Regions from separate parts of the Mus musculus genome. Here region 2 is linked to region 1. A link is a contact called in public HiChIP or PLAC-seq data. All regions are on one chromosome and are shown on one strand. The core of a region is the stretch at or near the end of the contact, and the rest is flanking DNA. Distances in the headings are between cores, read along the strand shown.

Region 1 (7,573 bases), core at 2,816-5,315:
AGCCTGGTTAAATCATGAGGAAATGTTTTATCATGCACCACTATTCATAATGTCTACAATTAATGCTTTTAGTGTAATTAGGCAGTTAGAACATTATCTAGAAAAAGATAATTAAATCTGTATTTTGTCTTCCAAACTGCAAAAGAAACTTTTCAAAACCACTGGGAAAGGTGAAAGCTAGCCAAATCCATTTATTTATTTTAACCAGGAAAGTATTTTTGGCAGGCTTTGCTGGCATCCAAACACACATAAATCTTAAAATGGGTTATTATGCATTTCAGGTCCTATGCATTATAAAAATGCCATCTTTCAAGCATTATTGTTATTTAAAAAGAGGCAAAAAGAAAACCACACCAAAAGATAATTTTCTCAGGTCTATTTTTTGTAGTGTTTGGCTTCTGGTAAATTATATGAGGCTGTTGTGTTGCATTGGGTGAAATTTACATACTGGTTCTGAGCCTCAGGAATATTACTTTTGACATTAGGCAAAGCTTCCTTCTTCCACAGCCACAGTCTTGTCAGTTTTAAGGTGGGATTACAATAGTTCCTTCCTCCCATGATTGTGCTGAGGATGGAAAACTCAACTCATTGTTGGCAATGGCAGTCTATCATGGGCCAAGCATCTGTGTGCATCTTTGCTGAGTGTGCCCCACTGTCTTCTGAAGCTGAGCCATTTATGTAGCTACTCACATAGCCAATGAAACGTGTCACAATGATACAAGCAGTCTGCTATCGTACTAATAACTCTGCAGGGGAAGGAAGCTGGATTGTTCATAGCTTGCTAATGAAGAATCATTCTGCTTCCATCTTAGTCTTAAAAGTCATCCTTTAGAAAAGATAAACTAGGTTCAATTCTATTTATTATTAAGCCTCTGTTTCTCAATTGGGCCATGCCCTCCCTGTAACCTTAACTACAAATGATTCTGTACTGCATGTTCCAAGAATAGCTACCACGACTTTGTTTTAAAAGTTCTTTATAACCATCTTGAAACCCTACCTTTGATTCAAAAATTTATATGACTACCTTGTTATGCCCACCTTGCAACCATGACTATTTCAGGAGAGACTAACATGTGATGCTTATGTTCTGCTCCCATAACCCTGGTTATTTTGCCTTCCAAAACCTCCATTTGGAAATCTCCTACTCCTGAGCTCTATAAGAGCCTGTCTTCCTCATATCCAATGAGGACCTCTTGAACCCTGCCTTAGGGGAGACAGCTCATATACCTGAATTAAGTGCTTTAATTAATTGCTTGCTTTTATTTGGCCATGATGATTTGGATTGGTTGTCTTCCTCCTCCCATCTTTGAGACTAACATTTGGAGGCCTCAGCGAAATCAAGACCCCAACCCAAATTCATAGATTCAGCACTGGATCCTTCCCTCTGGCCCTCTGGGACTGAGGAGCCTAGGTGGTGCACACCTTGGAAACGTTCCAAGGCCCTGAGGCACACCTTCAGTTCACCAGGCTGCATGAGTGAAAGGGAAACTATTAAACTAGATGCCCAGAATCTGCATCTTGTAGACAGCCTGCATTTCCTATCCTTGTAATTTCATGGCTATCTTGAATTCTATACTTCTAGCAGATGATAAGGGAAGAAGTAGGTTGTCCAAATCCTAGGGAACAGGACTTCCTACTTAGCTTGGACTCTTTTTGAAGGCAAGGATAAAGATGAGGGGCTTGACTCTCTATCAGAATCCAGAGTACAGTGTCTTCAACTTTACCCTTCAACTATACTTTATTAGCCCCCCCCCTCTCTCCTCTCTTCCTCTTCATCTCTCTCCTTTTCCCTTTTTCTCTGTCTCTCTTTTTGTCTCTCTTTCCTGTCTCTCTGTCTCTATCTCTCTCTTTCTGTTGCTGTCTCTGTCTCTCTATTGGTCCCCTCTCTTGTTCTTGGTGGTTTTCAAGGTGCCAGACCCTCTGTGGAGGAAACAGAAATACCTGAAAAGCCTATTTTTATTTAATAGGGGAAATGTGACTTTCTTCAACATATTCTTCTGTGTTGCCTAGATGGCTGGTGTGGTAGTTTGAAAGAAAATGTTTCCCATAAGCTTTTAGGGAGTGGCGTTATTATGAGGTATGGCCTTGGAGTAAGTGTGGTTTTGTTGAAGGAGGTACATGAGGGGGTGGCCTTTGAGGTCTCAGAAGCTCAAGCCAGTTCACTTCCTGCTGCTGCTGACCCTGATGTAAAACTCTCCTTCTCCATTACCATGTCTGCCTGCACGCTGTCATGTTTCTCACCATGACAATAATGAACTAAAACTCTGAAACTGTAAGCCAGCCTCCAATTAAATGTTTCTTTATAAGAGTTCTGTGGTCATGGTGTCTCTTCACAGCAATAAAACCCTAAGGCAGAAAGTTTGATTTCTTTTTAAAATTTCAAGTTTATGATCCATGTAATATGGGTTTAAAAACAAATTGATAAACAAACCAATGTAGAATTAAGAAAAAACCATTGAAATTAGCCCCCCAAACCCAAGAAGTATTAAGCAAAGCTCCTAAAAGCAACATTAAAGTAGGAAGTAATAATTTTTAGTATCTAAAAATGTGATGTAATTATAGAGAATACATTCTTACATGGTTTTGCTTAATCTTTAGAATAACACTGTGCAGTACTGTTGTATAGAAACTGTCTCTAAATCACAACACTCCCTCTTAGAGGGAGGAGAGGGTCTCTTCTCGTCTCAGAAAATGTAGAAAACTTACAAGGCTCAGGAACAATCTCAAATCTCAGGAAGCTGCTGACATAAAACAGCATCCCCGAGACTCCTCTCCAAGTTTAGGTAAGCAGAAACAACTTCTGGCAAGAAACCCTCTGACCTTTCCAGATGCCTGCAAATCATATAGGGAGTGGCCAGGGAGACAGCTCCCATGAACTGTCACCCAGACCAGGGTGTGCGTCTCAGTGACACAGCCTTCTTTGAGTCATCACTGCTTCTGTAAATACTCTGCAAGTAAGCCCATACTTCTATAAGCAAACACAATAAACCAATTGGTTCAGCAAGTTGGACTTAGTTGCTTGGAGCGTTGCCAGGACTCTATCTGGGATGAGTTATCATTTGTTTGAGTCTCCTCAGGTACAGTCACATAGCAGGCATGATGGTCTTATTATCTGTAAATAACAAAAATGAACTAAACTTCATATGGCTGATGATATGCGGCAGAGTCAATAATTTCAACTGTCGTTCTGTTGAAACTCACGCTTGTAGCCCCTGCACAACCACCTTGAGTTGTCTGTGAGTCCTTGTCCCCAAGTTGTTGGTTTTCATTTTGTGTCCCTGTCTGCATCCAGGAAATCATCTAGGTTACACTGTCAAGGACTTAATGACATTTTAAATGAAAGAAACCAGGGGGGGGTGTAGTTATTTTTTGGATGGAGGCTTTGCTGCTTTCTTGGGGTCTCTGCAGACCAAGGGAGGAGGGGGTGGAGTACTATGCTATGTCATAACTGGAAAGCTTTTTACAAAGATGTTATATAAATGACAAGTCCTTGAAAGCTCGGGATGTTCTGGACGCCGAGAAGCTCTTCACAGAATGTCAGGGATTACAGTGCTATTGGAGAGTGACTCACAGTGGCTGATTTTCTAAGACCATCCAGGTTCATCTGTGAGTATGTAAAAGGTAAAGTGTTTGGAAACGTTTAAAACTTGGATTTGTGTTTCTTTCTGAAGTTACCTCCAGCTCAGGGCTTAATTGGGAAATTATGGAGGCAACACAAAGAAGTTTCTAAATCAAATATAGTTGAATGGGAAACTATTCTCACTGATAGTTTTTTTTTTTTACATTGTTAAATGCAAAATTAAACCATCCCAATGCTTAATCCGAAAAGCAGGGACTCCTCAACTGCAGAACTAGGCCTTACAGATACTTGAGTGATGGATCTCTCTGCCTCTGGTTGTCCACAGAGCGCAGCCAGCCTTGATCCACTCAGGGAGTCCTATGTTTTCATCTCTGTCCTGCTCAGAGATAGGACATTCATTCCATATTCTTTCTCATCCTTGCACAATCCCCGGAGACACCATCGCTATCAGGACTGTGACCTCAAGGAATTCTATGGGCACACAAAAATACCAGTGACATAAAATCATTGTGCTGTGGCTGGACAAGGTGTCCTGTGACTCTGGGAGGGGTGGACACCATCCAGAAAATGTGTTGTAATAGCTCATATTCCAGAAACCTTGAGGATTTTTTTTTCTGAAAGAAGAATCTAGACTAGGCTGGAGGAAGATTAGGATCAGACAGGCAAGTGTGCTTGAAGGTCAAAGCAAGTTCCTTGTTTACCCCACCACGGAAGAAGGCATGGAATAGACACTCCCACAAAGCAGAACTCAGAAACTCTGAGGAGACCTAAGAACTGGCCTAGCTGGCCTCAGAGGTTTCCCAGCAAGCATTTTCATTTTAAGAACCAAAATCTAGGATGTATAATTCTCAGATGTACCTCCACTCCATCTGTTATTGAGAGGAGAGACAAACATCAAGGAAATATCTGTTTGTGACAGATGGGGACTATCACAGAAAACCATAACCTGTCTTATTGCAGAGTTGTGAAACCCAGTTCTAACGGATACATCCACAGCACAGAGTAGGGTATGGAAAGATTGTAGGAGTCAGAAGAACTGGAGGCTTGCTGTCAGACTGTGTCTTTTACAACTGTCAGAGAAGCTAAACCAATGAAGTCTCACCAGTAAAACCAATAATCACAACAAAACCAACAGACATACTAATATGAAATGGGAAATGCTTAGGGGGTGTTAACCTTATACAAAGGACAGGCAACTAAAGGATGTTCATAATGGAAGAAATAGCCTTCTCCACGGAAGAGCAGAGCATCGCTTATGTGATACTAAATGAACATATACATGCAATATATTGAACAAGTTGTATTTATATGTTTAAGATACATGTTATAACAATGAAAGAAAAAGAGGCCATGAATTTGAAAGGGGAATACATCAGAGAGTTTGGAGGGAAGAAAATGAAGTGTGGGGGGGGGGGAGGAAAAGGAAGGGATGGAAGGATATAATCTCAAAAATTAAAAAAAAAAGTAAAAAGGAGAGACAAAGTGCTGAAGATAACTTATGACGTGTTAGCTGAGACACAGCCTTCATAGGTCATAAAGGTGTGCAAAGGTAAAACAAAGGCTAAGGACTTATTTGAAAGACGACTTTAGAATTGATAAGCATAATCAACTTGCCCCCAATGTCCACGACTCAATTCTGAGATCTCTGTATCCTATTATGCACTACAGATGCGAAACCTCAAATCCAGAGGTTGAATGACTTCCTCGAGCCACTGTGCTAAGGATGGGAAGCAAAGGGAGGGCTCAGAACAGACCCTTGATTCCTGAGTGCTGCCTCCTAAGACTCAGAGTGGCCTCTCACTCCAAAGGTTTATTTTTGGCTGTGGAAAATAGAAGCAAATTATGAGGCAGAGCATTTGGCCCCTGACCAAGTTTTACTTTCGATAACACAGAAATTCAATGGCTGCACTAATACATGCAGGCAGATTGGAAACAGCACGGCTAGACGTCTGCCAATGGGGGACTGTGTGTCTCTAGACCAAATGTGCACTGTAAATCTCCATAGCAGGGCATCCACCTGCCAGGTGATTAAATAGGTTCATCACAGTTGGACTGGATGCCTACTGGATCTAAACCTATTGGAGTCAGGGACAGGAGTGGGAGTTATTTTCTTTTCCTTTCACTACTCAGTGAGAACCCTGGGTTCCCTTTATACCAGCTGTCCCCTACTTAGAAGGCAGGGTCTTCTGTGATCGAATCTTACTGGTTTGGTGATTGACATGTGAAGACTATGTCCCCTAGCACTCAGAAGCTCCGAGAACTTGAGAAAGGCAGGGTCACAGTTAAATGGCTCCCGAGTAGTGTATCCAGGCATGAGTAAGGTTTGGAAAAGAATGATCTGGAATGTCTAATATGGTTGAAGTCTCTGGGTACTGTTACCTCCTGTTCAGAGATTGTCACTGTGGGGATTTAAGAGGTTTGGCTCCCATAGACTCTTGTGTTGGAAGGCTTGGCCCATAAGCAAGGGCACCATTAAGAAGTGTGGCCTTGCTGGACTAGGTGTGGCCTTTGTGGGAGAAAGTGTGTTACCTTGAGGGGTGGGCTTTGAGGTCTCCTATGCTCAATCTACCCCTTTCTGCTGCCTGCAGGTCAAGATGTAGAACTCTCAGCTCCTCCAGCACTGTGTTTGCCTGCACACTGCTATGTTTCCATCATGATGATAATGGACTAAACCTCTGAAACTATAAGTCAGGGCCAATTAAATGTTTTTCCTTTATAAGAGTTGCCATGGTCACATGGTCATGGTATCTCTTCACAGCAATGGGACCCAAATTAAGACAGTCACTTCTAAGTTCACCTACAGAAAGTGTGGCCTCTTCATATGGAGAGAAGTTTCCTTTGACTTGAGCCTTAGAACTAGAACAATGGCTGAAATACATTTGAGTGAGATTGTTGCAATAATCATTTCTGCACCCGGGTTGGGCATCTGGCTGTGAACTGCCTTGATTTTTGCAGTGAGCCAAAGACTTTGACAATAACCAAAGGTGCAGCCAGGCTCCCCTGACTCCTGGGGGGCGGGGGCCCAGAGCTCATCTGAAAAATCTCAAGATGAAAGTGGAAAACAAAGCTCTGGCTGTCGGCTAGGCATTACACGTCATTGTTGCCCAGAGGACATAGCAAGATAGAGGAGCAGCTGAGAGGGAAGGTGTCAGGTGCCCTGCCTTCCCAGGAGGGATTCAGTTCTATCACACCAAGGTGGATCTGCTGACCTTGCCTTTCTTTGCTTTTACTGCCAGAGGAAAGAAGGAATAGTCACAGAGATGTGCCTTCTAATAGAGAGCTTTCAACACACCCTAGCCCTCTGGAGACAGGGTTGTTTTTATAGCCAGAGGGGCACTAACTGTTCTGATGAAATGTGAGGCCCTGTATGCCCTTACTGCTTTCCTGTGGCTGCTCAGGGTCGCTGTGTGGATCTGGGAGGAAAGATACACCCGTCATGTTGGATAAAACGGTGGTGGCAATCACACTCAGCTTGAGCAATATGACATTGTGGGTGTGGCTCCACACTCCCTGGCACTAGAGCCCGGTGTGGTTGCTAACGTTTGTGCTTTTTCTCTCAAGGTCTGGAAACGCTTCTGAAACTAAAGTTTAGGTTGTCTGTGATGGTTTAGATGAGCCGTCAAGTTGATTATGTGGAGAAGTTAAAAAACAGTAACACTGGGTATGTCTGTGATGAGTCTCTCATCAGTCTCTCAGCAGCTTGATTCCCAGGGCTCTGGTCTAATGAATGTATTCCCCCTCTATTAGCTTATAACACTACCATAATTTACAGGGAAACTCTGAAAGGTAGGAGGTGGGTCTACTTGGAGGAGGTGGGCCACTGAAAGAGTCTGGTGTCTGTATTCATTTTCTCTAGTTTCTACTTCCTATCTACTGTGAACTGAGCAGCTAGCATCTGCTCCATGTTCCTGCTGCACTGCTCAAGTCACTAGCCACCCATAAACCAAGGTAAAAACATCATCCTTTTAAGTTGTTTCTGTCAAATACTTGGTC
Region 2 (7,573 bases), core at 3,440-5,939, 420 kb before region 1:
ATCAAATTATAGAAGATGACTAAATCCCACAGTGTTGATTCTTTCTGATAAATTCCTAACTTTTGTAACATGAAAACTTTATATACTCAGAATCTAGCCACTAGGAGAGAAGTTAGCCTTGCTGGGAAGTCTCATCCTGATAGCTGGCTATTAGGTCAGGCTCAGCAAGGCCTTGAGCTCTGCCATCCAGTGAACTATCCCGCTTTATAAACATCCTGACCACCACCTGCTGCATAGGCTCATCTTGTTTCTTGATGCCCTGAAGCTGACCTCTCAATCCCATAGTGGTTGGTGCTAGAGCATGCAGAAGACTTTTCTACCAGGCTGAGGTGTTTAGCTTCGTGCTCTCTTCTGGGAATCCACAAGCAGCTTCCCTCTATCACCCACCCAGGACAGTCGATGAGACCATATAAACATGTTTTGATATTTCCCCAGCAAGCTAATCACATGATGATTACAGTGGGTTACTACTTCCAAGTTACTACTGCAAGTGTCCTCGAATGTAAGAACTGGAGCTGGAGCACTGGCTCCTCAGCCAGAGGACTCAGGTGTGATTCCCAGTACACACATGGTGTCTTACAACTACCAATCTGGTTCCAGGGGATCTAACACACTCTTCTTCCAGGCATGCAGGTGGTGTGCAGGCAAAACACCCCTACATATAAAGTAAAAATAAAGTGTGGGAGCCCTAGGACTTGGTTTGGCAGTCTGTCTCATGGGACAAGGTCAAGACTATCTATGTGAATTGATGCTAAACGGCTTCTTCCTTCCCCTCGCTCAGCTGACCCCGCCTACCTATCTCTTCTTTAACCTCATTCTGCTCACTTCCTGAAGTCATTATCTTTGTTTTCTCCTCAAACTGCCTTGAAAATTCCATCTTGATTTACTACCTCTCTAAGTTTACCTAATGCCACATTTCAGAGTGAAAACTTGGGCAATCTGCTAATAACATCTCAGGTTCTTCTTTTGTTAAAGAGGGCTGTAAACATCTCAGGTTCTTTTGTTAAAGAGGGCTGCAAACATCTCAGGTTCTTCTTTTGTTAAAGAGGGCTGCAAGCTTTGTACCCATTCAAACAGTTAAACAGTGCTGTCCCCTCTACCCCAAAACGCTGCTTTGGCAAAAGTCCTTAATATTCCTGGGCTTAAATTTTGGCTCCCGGTGCCTAGAGTTCCTCTTGTCCTGGATCTCTCATGTAGTGCCCAAGTCAGACCTCCTTAGGGAGATCGTCCCTGCCTGGACGCTGGATTGGAACTTGGAAAACTTCCATAGCAGTCTTGGCCCACCAGCATTGAACTTATGAACCATGCCCTTAGCATTCCTGAAATGCCCAGCAGACCATCTTACAGACTGGCCCTACCCCCAGGGCCTGTGGAAGAATTAAACTGATGGAGAGAAAGCTTCATTTCTATAACAGCATAAGTTTCTATGTTCTTACCTATGAAGGACAGTGTGAAGATTAACATGTATTTCCCACACGTCACACACTGACACACCAGCAAGGGCACTGTACATCAAAGCTAAGCATCCTGAAAACTTAATAAGACCAAAGTAGGTCACACATTTGAATGTTGACTAAAAAACATCTGCCAGGCAGTGGTGGCTCACGCCTTTAATCCCAGCACTTGGGAGGCAGAGGCAGGCAGATTTCTTAGTTCAAGGCCAGCCTGGTCTATAGAGTGAGTTCCAGGACAGCCAGGGCTACACAGAGAAACCCTGTCTCAAAAAACAAAAACAAAAACAAACAATCAAACAAACATCTGGAGAGGCAGGGCAGCATGATATTCCAGAGGCAGGGTCCCTGCTTCTAATACTGTGACTAAGGACAGATCACCTCACCCCTGAGGGTTTTTTTTTCCCTTATTTGAAAGATGTAAGAATAGTATGGTCTATCCAATGGGCTTATGAAATTATCCAAGATAAGATATTAACGGTTCTGGGAGATACCCTTTGCATAGTACACATTTATTAAGTTAGCAATTGTTATTGTTAATTGTTAAGGTTGTGAATGTTATAGAAGGATTTTTAGCAGCACAAGCTTCACTTCTTAGGTTTATCTGTTTATCTTTTATATAAGATCTGTGTGTATCAAGGTAAGGGTAGGACTAAAGTACATAATAACTATAAGACTAGGAACTCTGTGAAGACGAGGGATTATTGATTCTGTTGGTCATTGCTGATGTCTTCAGCACCTGGAACACTCCCTGGATGGCAGTGTTATCCTTGAAGACTTGGTGTATCTCTGAATGACTAGGCAGACACTGGCTGTTCTTCTCGGTGTTTTTGTGGTACTCAGCGAGAATTTAATTCCAGCCTTAGAGTGTTTTAAATAATAATTTATATTTAAAATTATAGTATTATATAATACAAGCCAAAATATTGTTTGAAGTTTGGATGTCAGTCTTAAATGGGCTTATTATAGTCTAGACGTGAAATTTGTATCATACCCCCAAACTAGCTCGATTTTTTAAAAAAAGAGGTAATGATGAGAAGATCTTTTTATAATTACCTGTGCTCTGTGGTTTATCTGGGCAGTCAAGAGCTGTTTTGTAGAGAGCTGTAGTGATTTTTATAGCAGCAAGCCTGGGTCTACCCACGCCATTCTTCCTTACAGAGCACCTGGAATCTTAGATTTCCCATGCCCATTCAGACTCCAGCCACAAAGAAATACCAATGCCGTGGTTAACTGACTCATAATAACTGTAACTCAATTCATTTTGTGGACACCAAGAACGATTGGCTATTTTTGTAAAATTCATCACTTGAAAGATAAAGAATTTAGAGCCCAGAAAATGTGCTAAACTCCCCGTCCCCCCTTCAGGATGCTGTACGTCGGGTCAACCGTGTGCACATCCCATATTACATGCTGAATTGAGCGCTGTGATGACAAAACCATAGCGCCTGTCTCTGAGGATTGGAAAGAGATTAGATACAGACAGATCTGCCAGTCAGGCATGGAACATACACTGCAGGTGAGGCACAGACTGCTTTGACAATCCAAAGATGTCAGAGAAAAACAACCTATTTTACAATAAAGTGCCTCCAGAAAGACTTGTAAGTGTGATATTACAGTAGCATTTAATTGCTGTTACTCGAAGCAGAACTGCAGAGAGCAGATGTGAGGCAGGAAAGGAGCAGGTGCTCTTGGACGGCGAAGGGCACAGGGACACATGTGAGCCTTCCTGCTGGGCAGTCAGTCCCAGAGGACAAGCAGAAATGAGTGATGACCTAGAACCTGTGCTGCCAAGCTCAGAGACCAAATCTCACCTTTCAGACGAAATTTTTATTTGTTTGTCTGGGGACATTGTCTCACTATGTAACCCTGGCTTTCCATTCTGAAACTTGCTACATAGACTAGGCTGGCCTTGAACTCGCAGATATCTTTCCGGCTTCTGCCTCTGAGTGTCAGGATCAGAGGCACACACCACTGTGTTCAGCCCTCAAAGGATAGTTTTAGATATAAATAATTGAAATCTCGAATCTCGTTATAACCTATTTAGCTATTTTCAAAGCCTCAAGAGAACAAAACAAGAGATGTCAACAAATTTGCTCTGTGACTACATGTGCCCCATAAGCTGGAAAGAAGGTGGCCTCTTTTTCAGCAGATGTCCATAACCTCATCTTGGGAATTGAGGAACTGCTGCCCTGTGATAGCTGTAGTCTGTGCAGAGGCTGGGTTAGGGGATCTCTGGGTATCTAGCAACAAGTTCTGATGCCTCTCCCTGTCTCCAGTCTGTCTCAGACATTGTGTGACAACTGCAGAGAAAATGTTGGAAGATGAATGGAGTCTCACTGAACCCCTTGAAAAGCTTCCCTAGGTCAGGGAATGTAAGTGGGCGAGAGGCTCTGTCCAACACTGGATCCCTCCTCACTGAACAGCACCTACGTCTGCATTTAAAGTCAATTACGAAAACAAATGCTAGATGCAGGGCCCCCAGGTTCTCCTTCCTATTCCTTTCTCCTATCTTCCATATCTTCCCTTGGGCAGGGACTTGAAATCCAATGTCCATGCTCAGAGCATCTGCAGGTTCAGTGGAGAGCAAGGGGGAGGAGTGCAGGGTTGGGGGGGGGGTGCTGGGGGAGGGGAGAATGGGAGCAAGGGAGAAATTAGTCAGCCTCAGGAAATCTGCTCACCTTGGTAGAGCCAAGACACAGCTCATCAGGTATGATTCATTAAAGCAATAAACAAAGACTCAGCCTGAAGAGCTGGCTGCTGGAAATGGAAGGAAGCAGACAGTGCTATAATTCCACATAAACACTGTTAGCTCCATAACCGATAACCGTAGTAACAACAGTAGCCTTGATGCAGTGCTTTTAATGTGCAGAGGCTTTTGCTTATAGCTCAGTTGTCCTCTCCAGCCCCACAACAATGCATAATCATATATAATGTTCAAGTATACCCTAAAATCACAGAGGTAACGCTAAGACTGGGATCCAGGTCTTCAGGTGAGCCACCCCAGCCTTTCATTTCATTCACACAGGCTGATGGTAGCAAAGAAACATTTCCAACATATGGAAATATGTAACCATGGAAGCCACCTTTGTTTTCCTGTATGGTATTATTTATCTAACCCACACACAGTAGGTAAAAACTCAGACTCTTACCTTCTGCTGTAGTTACCACCAACCAGCTGACCAGTAACCAGGAGACATGGAAAGCTGGAGCCATGGCTTCTGCCCTGAGCACTCACTGCTCTGGGCCCCAGGCTGCTTTAAAGGAGAGTGAGTGAGTTGGCAGCAGCCTGAGTCAGGCAATTTGCATTTGCATAGTGGACCACAACCACCCGGACCTGTGGTGGGAGAGTAAGAAACTCTCAAGGAAATACCAGACAGTCTTCGTCAACCTGAAGCTTCTGGTAATGCCAGGCAAGCGTCACGCACCTCTCCTTCACTCTGGACTGAAGGAAGCCACCTTACCTTCACTACCCTGTCAGTTCCAAACACTCCCCACCTCAGTGCCTTCTCTTCACTTGTAACCATGGCTCTCCAGCTGCAAGGGAAGGTATTTTGGTTTCTTTTCTATTGCTATGACAAAAACACTATGACCTGACCAAGGCAGCTTATAGAACCTTCTAATGCTGCGACCCTTTAATACAGCTCCTCATGTTGTGGTAACTCCCCCTTTCCCCAACCATAACATTATTGCATTGCTACTTCATAACTAATTTTGCCACTATTGTGAATCCTAATGGAAATATCTGATATGCAGGATATCTGATATTCGACCCCCATGAAAGGGTCTTTTATCCCCTAAAGGGGTCATAACCCACGGGGTCGAGAGCCACTTTTATAAAAGAAAGAATTTATTTGGGCTGACAGTTTCAGATGGTGAGCCCATGGCCACCAAGGTGGGGAATCATGGCAGCAGACAGGCAGGCATGGTGCTGGAGCAGTATCTGAGAACTTATATCTTATCCACAGGCCTGAGACAGAGAGAGATCTAATGTGAAGTGGTATGGGTTTTTGAAACGTCAAAGTCTACCCCTATGCCTCCCAATTCTTCCCAAATAGTTCCACCAACTTCAGATCAAGCATTCAAATGCATGAGCCTATTAGAGCCATTTTCATTCAAACTCCCCACAGAAAAGAACTACCTTAGCTCCTCACCACATAGCTTGACTTCCTGGAGCAAATCATGAGGGAAGAGGAGATTTCCTGATCCAGGTGTTTGAAGAAGCTGCTGTTAGATTCTGACCCAAGTGTATGGTTCTTCTCTGCCCTATGTCTGCCCATGAGGGAAGGGCCATGGGTAGAAAAGTGTCTTTCCTTGTGGCCACTATGGTCATTGTTTAAACAAAAATGAAGAAACCTGGAGCATAACTTAATAAGCCTACTTTCTAGACTTTCTTCTAAGTCACCAACTTGCTTGTAAGATGAACATGTGTCTTGGTCACTGTTATAGTGCTGTAAAGAGACACCAAGACTAAGGCAACTCTTACAGAGAAAGCATTAGATGGGGGCTGGCTTACAGTATTAGAGGGTTATTCCATCATCATCATCATGACAGGAAGCCTGTCATAGTGCAGGTAGACACTGGGGCAGTACCTGAGAACCACATACTGATCTGTAAGCAGAGATGTCTGGGCTCCACATGGGATTCTGAAACCTCAAAGCCCACCCCCAGTGACACACTTCCTCCAACAAGGCCACACCTCCTAATCCCTTTAATCCTTTTAAATAGCGCTACTCCCTGGTGACTAACTAGTCACATTCATGAGCATATGGAGGCCATTCTTATTCAAACCACCACAGCCAGACACACCAGTGCTTGGCTGGCCTCCCGAGAGGATTCTTTCAGTTGTGAGAGTAACAGGAAGTGGTCACAAGAATTAAGAGGCTGGTTCTTGTTAGAAAAAAGAAATACCCAAAACTTTCTAATATCATTTTCTTTTCTCACTTGCCATTTGATTATCTGTTCAAGCCAGCATGGTGACACTAGTCAATTATTGCAGGTATTTCAGAGGCTGATGTGGAAGGAAGGCTTGACCTATGAGTTCTAAACTAGCCTAGGCAACATAGTGAGTCAGATGCTGTCTCAAAAAAAATGTATTTTTTATCAGTTTAGAGACATGATCTTTGATGTGGCATTTGTATTAGTTGGCGTTCTGTCACCATGATGAGATACTTGAAAATCAATTTATAAGGTAGAAAGATTTATTTTGGCTCATAGTTTAGAAGTGTCCTTGGTCAGCTATTTCTGCTGCTTTTGGACTGTGGTGAAAACATTATTGTAGGGGCACAGGCTGCTCATCTCACGGTGACCAGGAAGCTGAGGGGGGGGGGGCTAAGGGTCCCAGTAGTCCCTTTAAGGGTGCCATCCCCAATGACCTAACTTCCATTCACTAGTCTTAATCTGGTAGAGCTTCTACCACCTGCCAGTGGTGCTCCAGGCTGGAGACCAAGGCTTTTTAACACATGGGCACTTAGGGACTGTACTGGCTAGTTTTGTGTCAACTTGACACAAGCTGGAGTTATCACAGAGAAAGGAGCTTCAGTTGAGGAAATGCCTCCATGAGATCCAGCTGTAAGGCATTTTCTCAACTTAGTGATCAAGGGGGAAGGGCCCCATTGTGGGTGGGACCATCCCTGGGCTGGTAGTTTTGGGTTCTATAAGAGAGCAGGCTGATCAAGCCAGGGGAAGCAAGCCAGTAAAGAACATCCCTCCATGGCCTCTGCATCAGCTCCTGCTTTCTAACCTGCTTGAGTTCCAGTCCTGACTTCCTTTGGTGATGTACAGCAGTATGGAAGTGTAAGCTGAATAAACCCTTTCCTCCCCAACTTGTTTCTTGATCATGATGTTTGTGCAGAAATAGAAACCCTGACTAAGACAGGGACATTCGAAATCTGAACTATAGTAAGTACCTCCCCCAGAGGAACATTGAGGTGTTGACACAAAGCTCAAACTATCATGATAATCTGTAAAGGGCATGTTTGCCTTTCTTCCTTTTTCTTTCTTTCTTTCTTTCTTTCTTTCTTTCTTTCTTTCTTTCTTTCTTTCTTTCTCTCTCTCTTTCTCTCTTTCTCTCTCTGTCTCTCTGTCTCTCTCTCTCTCCCCTTCCTTCCTTCCTTCCTTCC

What was found. HiChIP or PLAC-seq counts read pairs in DNA pulled down with a chosen protein or histone mark.
Region 2: a contact with region 1 is called in a FOXA1 HiChIP or PLAC-seq map of pancreatic cancer cells. The contact joins the promoter of Odaph here to the enhancer-like site in region 1. A contact is called at or near these places in 5 of 39 promoter capture datasets (the 3T3-L1 cell line, embryonic stem cells, hippocampal neurons and 2 more), 1 of 115 datasets of contacts at active chromatin or transcription factors (pancreatic cancer cells) and 2 of 9 other capture datasets (embryonic stem cells and macrophages).

Annotation. Positions count from the first base shown.
Region 1 is chr5:91,562,168-91,569,740 of GRCm38.p6, reverse strand. The region is part of intron 1 of Parm1 (prostate androgen-regulated mucin-like protein 1); the gene reads right to left. Among named protein-coding and RNA genes, the nearest start is that of Parm1, 48 kb to the right of the region's middle. Within about 2 kb of position 4,065, at least 40 of the 459 cell types and tissues checked have an H3K27ac peak or open chromatin away from gene starts, as enhancers often do. A contact at or near this core is called in hippocampal neurons and pancreatic cancer cells, where this site is marked.
Region 2 is chr5:91,984,589-91,992,161 of GRCm38.p6, reverse strand. It overlaps Odaph (odontogenesis associated phosphoprotein), which reads right to left and starts at 4,689. Exons shown (of 2, transcript NM_001177577.1): 1 at 4,604-4,689. The coding sequence starts at 4,667.